Linked DNA regions of Mus musculus: region 2 is linked to region 1. The links are chromatin contacts, called in public Hi-C maps. All regions are on one chromosome and are shown on one strand. The core of a region is the stretch at or near the end of the contact, and the rest is flanking DNA. Distances in the headings are between cores, read along the strand shown. Region 1 holds the start of Gtf3c1 (general transcription factor III C 1). Region 2 has its middle 22 kb from the start of Il21r.

Region 1 (2,978 bases), core at 348-2,847:
ATCCCCACCAGGATAAACCAGTCCCTGACTGGTTGTGACTCTCAGCTTCACTGTCACCAGCCTCACTCCCCCTCCGGAGACTTCCCTCTGTCTTTATAGTAAAGGACAGCTTCATCAAGTGGACTAGATGATCACAGGTTCTTTCTCAGACAGTTTAGTCAAGGGCAGAGTAGATCCTGGACCTAAATTTCCTGGAATCCTAGTGGATGCCCACTTCACCCCCTGAGCCTCCTCTTCAGGGTGTTGTAAAACTTTCCACGCTCCCTGCTTCCAAGCGTACTCTTCAGGCGCACGCAGTTCACTTCTCTCCCGTTAAGCTATTCTACTTGGTGTTGCTTGTTCAGAGCACTCTGCCAAGTGGCCGCCTAAATCTAAACTTATCTGGTTCATTATTACCTCTAGAACCTCCTCTGACCTTCATAATATAGCTTAAGAGTTCCAACTTGCAGGGCATGGTAGGGCATGCCTGTAACCCAAGTGCTAGAGTGCAGAGGCAAGCGGGTATGATATGAAATCACACTGAACTGTATTGTCAGCTCTTTCTTCTTTTTTTTTTCTTTTTTTCTCTTTTCTTTTTTTTTTTTGGTTTTTCGAGACAGGGTTTCTCTGTGTAGCCTTGGCCTCGAACTCAGAAATCCGCCTGCCTCTGCCTCGCAAGTGCTGGGATTAAAGGCGTGTAACACCAAGACCAGCTCGTCAGCCCTTTCTTAACAAAAACTTGTACAGGGGAGTAAGGGGTGGGCTGAGGCTAAGGGCAGAGCATGCAAGGAGCTGGATTCTGCTCCTGGAGAAGGACAGATAGGAGAAGGGAAAAGTGCATTTAGCAATCCCTGAATCCTGTACTTAACCTAAGGTTAATCCCTTAACCTCTCGGCGTCAGTTTCCTCCTCTGTAAAATGAAAAGACAATAGTGTCTCGCTCAGTGTCGCGGAACTGAGTTCTGTCGCTTCCAGAACTGGGTCTTGGAACCCACCTATGGGAAGCGCCCAGTCCACCTCGGCTACTCTTTCACTGCTATTCGGGGCTATGCAGACCTCCAGTGAGCTGCCTTAGCTTTCGGAACGAACGCTCCCTAAAGGTCCCTGAAGGACCTCACCTAGTCCCACTTTTTAACCACTTTCCTACTCCCGTCCTATCACCCAACTTAAAGGAACTCTTTAGACTCGCTCCTTTAACACACTGGGAAACAGTTCCGTCACAGCGGATACCCCATCCCCCAGCTCATCTACTCCGGCCTGCTAGGGCGCAGAGCTCAGGTTTGCTCGCCTCCCGCGCCCATCCCCCACGTCCCACGGTCCCCGTTCTGCATCGCACCATCCTGCCCCGCTCCAGGCTCTCAGCCCTCGCCCCACCCCTGGTGGCTGACCGGTCTTGGAGCTGCAGGTCAGGTCTCTCTCGCGGCTCCTCGTAGAAACTGATGCCCGGGTGCGTGGCTAAAGCCCGCCACAAAAACTCCTGCGTGTAGGGTTCCAGAGGCAATGGGAAGGCAGGCGAGCGGGATTCCAGGCGGCTCCACAGCGCGGGCAGGCACAGGCCGTCGAGCCCCTCCAGGGCCACCTCGTCCAACAACGACTCGAGCGCGTCCATGGCCGCTTCAGTTAGCAGCGCCCGGGGCGCCTGCGCACCTCGCCGCCGAGGCCAGGGCCCAATGCGCCTGCGTACAGCGATCCGAGGCCTAGGGAGGACTGATGGGGAGTCCCAGCGCTCCGCCGTGACGTCACGCTACCCGAGGGCGGGCTCAATGATCAGAGTTCCTCCTCCATTGGTCCGGAACCCCGTAGTAACCAGGGGAACTGCAAACACTGTCAGGGCCGCTTCCGGTTCGGGAGGCCGGAACCGCCGCCTCTAGGGATGGACGGTTAGTGTCCGTGGGCCCCGCCGGGAGGTTGGGCGGCCGTCCCTCATCCCTCGGAGGTGTCTCAGGGAGGAACGCCTAGCCACAGGGACCCCGGCCCAGGATGGTGTCCAGCCTGAGGGGAAGGTTCTGGCGGTGCGGGATGGGGACCACGGCTGGGAGTGGTTTTGTAGGAGTCCCTCTCTCAGACTTAGGGAGGGGGGACGGGGAAGAGATTGGCGCGGGGGAGGCGTGAGGAGGATTGCGGGGGTCCTGGGATGGGCGATGGGAATGTCGAAGTTGGTTGGCGGTAAGCGTGTCCCTTGGGAGTACGTTTGTCAGCTCCTGGCATCAGGAGTGGAGGGAAAGGGCTGGGAAGAGTTTTATGTGCTTCGGTATTGTTGATAACTCACGTGAACTGAGTACTGTTCGGTGCCAGGGTTTCTGTAGCTACTGACAAGTGCAAACGTTTCACAGCAGTCCTTTGGGATAGTCACTTATTTTACAGGCGAGGGAGCTGAGGCTCAGACAAGGCAGGCCACTTTGCCTGGCCAAAGTCAAATAGCTAATCAAGAGACAGCATGAGTAAGACTCCTGGACGATGGGAGTTTAAAATCTGAAAAAAAAAAATATTTTAGAAGCCTTCCATTCCAGAGCTTGCCAGTGCACATGTCTACGGGAGCAAGTTTGGTGGGCTGTGACTGATAAACCAGTTGCCAATCTGTACAGAAGCAGATTGTTTTTAGGAGCAAGTCTCAAACTATGATAGCCAGTTAGTTAGTCAGTCGTAAGGCTAAAGGCAGCCTGGTTAGAATCACTGTGGACACTCAGGCGCTCCCTGGGAATAGCTGTTCTGATATCCAGCTTTTCAGATGGGAACACTGATGTCTGAGGAGACTGGAAGGGTCTGTGCTGCTTCACAGTTCATTACTGCCCCTTCCTTCTGCATTGCTGTGAAAGCCAGTGGATGTAGCATGGAAAGACATGTTACCATCGAATGTGTTACATCTGCTTAAAGGGTGCCTTTGTCCTTTGTCCTCGAGGCACTATAAAAAAATGCGTTTTATCAGTTTGCCCTGTCCTGCTGTCGAACAGTGGTTCTTAAAATCTAGGAGTCCTTGGACTCCTTTAAGCCTTTCCTTTA
Region 2 (2,972 bases), core at 467-2,966, 130 kb before region 1:
GGTGGCCTCAGTGGCTCTCTGCTGGGGAAAGAACTTGCACTGGGGTTTGTCCGTACCCTAGTGAAAGGAACTGGAGGTGGCCATCGCCTTCAAGGCCCACTGGTGTCACTCTTCTGCTAGAAAGGCCCAGTGTCCAAAAGGTTCCACCATGTCCTGGAACAATGTCACCACCTGGGAACCAGGTGTTCAAAACACGAGCTGTGGGTGCACATTTTATAGCCAAACCATAGGACACTGGCTCAAAGCTCAATCCGAGGAAGGAGCTTTGTAAGCAAGTGACTGTGTACAACGGCTCTGCCCCACAGAGCCGTGTGCTGAGATAGAAGCTGCCGAGACTGCTTCCTGTGCTCTCACCCTGTACCACGCACAAGTGAGTTATAAAGAAAAGAGGCTTTTTTCAGTTCATAATTCTGAGGTCAGGAGGTGGAATCTAGAGATGGCCTTGCTGATGGAGCCCTCAGGGGAGTCAGGGCACCCCATAGGAGAACATGTGTGTGTGCTCATGTATGTGTGTGGTGTGTGTGTGTGCTCATGTATATGTGTGATATGTGTATGCCTGTGTATGTATGTGGTGTGAGTGTGTGTTCATGTATGTGTGTGGTGTATGTGTGCTTGTGTGTGTGTGTGTGTATGTGCAAGCACACTCGTGTATGCATGTGGTGAGTATGTGTGTGCTCATGTATGTGTGTGGTGTGAGTGTGTGTTCATGTATGTGTGTGTGTACAAGCATGCTCATGTATGCATATGGTAAGTGTGTGTGTGCTCATGTATATGTGTGATGTGTGTGTGCTTGTATATGTGTGTGGTGTGTGTGTGTTCATGTATGTGTGTGGTGTGAGTGTGTGCTTCTATTATGTGTGGGGTTTGTGTGTGGCATGAGTATATGTGTGTGTGCTCGAGTATGTGTGTGGTGTTTGTATATGTGTGTGTTCATGTATGTGTGTATATGCATGTGTACTTGTATATGTGTGTGGTGTGAGCGTGAGTCTGGTTTCTGTGTATAGTCCTTATGATTCCAGGGCCTGCTCTAATGAGTTTACCTAACCCTGATCCCCTCCCAAAGGCCTCTCTAAATACCACAGTGACTAATTTCCTCCTCTTAATCCCTCTCCACAAGCATTCACATCCAGTCAAGTTTCCCAGGGGGACACACCAGATTCAAACCACACAGGAAATGCTTCCCAGTACTTAGCCAGGTTCCTTGGAATGCAGCTGGTTTGACTGAGGAGTTGAAATTTTCACTTAAAATGAACAATTTTATTTAAGTTTATTGGCATCTAAGCTTTGTTTCTGTGTGTTTTTGTCAACAGCCTCCACTAAGAGAGGACAGGGAAAGATCTAGAAAAATGAAAAAAGAAAGGACCCAAGGGTTGGTGTGATGTCTGTAGAGGGTTCCTGCGCGTGGCGGGCGCAGCCACCAAGGTGTTGTGAGCTGGGATTTTCCCAGCAGCCCCCGCTGTGCTGGATGCCCTGGAAGCCACGATGATGCTTTAACTTGGTGGAAGAAAACGCTGTTTGCGCTTATTCTGGTTCCGGCCTCGTGGGCTGCCGCGGAGCGCGCGTAGCCTGTTCAACTTTCCTGACATAAATTTCCCACTTAAGTCATTAAGTCAAAACCAAAAAAAAAAATCCCAGACCACAGGGCACGGTTCTGTTCACCGCGGGTGCACTGCGCGCTGTGGGTTCACAGCGCCGGTGACGTCGCGGATTTGCGGTGATACCACACTGAGCTCAAGAGACGTCAGTGTCCGTGGGACCGTGGACATGGCGTGACACCACTCTGGGGTGAAACGCGGGAAAAATGAAGGCAGGAGCAAGTGATGCCCAGCAACTCCTGTGTCCAGAGGGAGGGGAAGGGAAGGGCCGTGCCTCAGTCCCTGCTGCCCCCTGGTGGCCCGCACTGTCTCAGCACCAGCCTGCGTTCCTGGAACTCCCCAACTGCGGCCCAAGTAGGTGCAGCCCAGCTTCTGCTTGTCTCTGACAATGCTCCTGCTCTGGAGAACAGCACAGACATTCAGGATACCCTAAACCCAACTGTCTGGCACCGGGCCAGTCTGCAACTTATCTGAGCTCACATATGCATCTGTAATTGACACCTGTCTCACGAGCCCGTGGTGAGAATTAAATACATCACCACTTCAGTGAGCCCCTGGAGTGGCTCTTGCACACAAAACTCTTTAAAAGCATCTGCTAAGCTTATTCTTGATGTCCGACTGAGTGCGTCTGGGCAGTGCGGGAGTTGAGCAGTAAATTATGCTCAAGGAAAATGGCACCCTTAATCCCAAAGACAGCACAAGTCCAGGATAAAATGTGCCCCGCTGTCACCACCCTGTGTCTGCACATGTCCCCATCTCGCCATAGGCTATGTGCAGAGTGACTCTTGGCTGTTTTTCCTTTACAGTGCTGGGGTCATGAGCAGAGGTCCTCACAGCAGGCAAGAACTCCACTGCAGAACCACCCCAATCCCTCTGCCATTACATAGCACCAACTTCTCATAGGTCCAGGTCCTCTGTCCCAGCTCCTTCCATGCAGACCCAGATCCAGGCCCTCATATAGAGCACCACTCTGTAATGTTATGACTTTGTGGTCTGGGCACACATCTGTATTGCACACTGTCCTTTGTGTCTGTCCCTTGGGCCTCTGATGAGTTCTGGCTACTCTGACTTACCCTCCTTGCTACAGTTCTGCCATGATTTCCAGCTGACCACCGAGGCCCAAGTCACTCTACATGGTTTTTTGTCCTTTGCTACCATGGGACCACAGGCCACACTGACAGTCCTCCCTAATCAGGAAAAGCAGCAGGAGAAAGTCCTTTGCCGTTTTCTTTCCACTCTGCGTGTAATGTATGGTGCTTTGTCGTCCACACTGTGGTCATGAAGAGACAGTATCGAGATGGAAGATAAAGGCAAATGAGGTGCGGCAGAGAGGGAAAAGTCCTCGAACGCATCATCTAATCGTCAAACCCTGCCTCC

What was found. A called contact is a pair of places that touch in the nucleus more often than the background predicts.
Region 2: a contact with region 1 is called in a Hi-C map of bone marrow-derived macrophages, with 1.8 times the contacts expected there. The contact joins the enhancer-like site here to the promoter of Gtf3c1 in region 1. A contact is called at or near these places in 1 of 39 promoter capture datasets (pre-B cells), 2 of 484 Hi-C or Micro-C datasets (bone marrow-derived macrophages and nephron progenitors) and 2 of 9 other capture datasets (adipose tissue and liver).

The regions. Positions count from the first base shown.
Region 1 is chr7:125,706,091-125,709,068 of GRCm38.p6, forward strand. Gtf3c1 (general transcription factor III C 1) reads right to left here and starts at 1,598. Exons shown (of 37, transcript NM_207239.1): 1 at 1,367-1,598. The coding sequence starts at 1,587. It overlaps D430042O09Rik (RIKEN cDNA D430042O09 gene), which reads left to right and starts at 1,780. Exons shown (of 28, transcript NM_001081022.2): 1 at 1,780-1,858. The coding sequence starts at 1,852.
Region 2 is chr7:125,579,690-125,582,661 of GRCm38.p6, forward strand. No RefSeq gene overlaps it. Among named protein-coding and RNA genes, the nearest start is that of Il21r, 22 kb to the right of the region's middle. Within about 2 kb of position 1,717, at least 135 of the 459 cell types and tissues checked have an H3K27ac peak or open chromatin away from gene starts, as enhancers often do. A contact at or near this core is called in adipose tissue and bone marrow-derived macrophages, where this site is marked.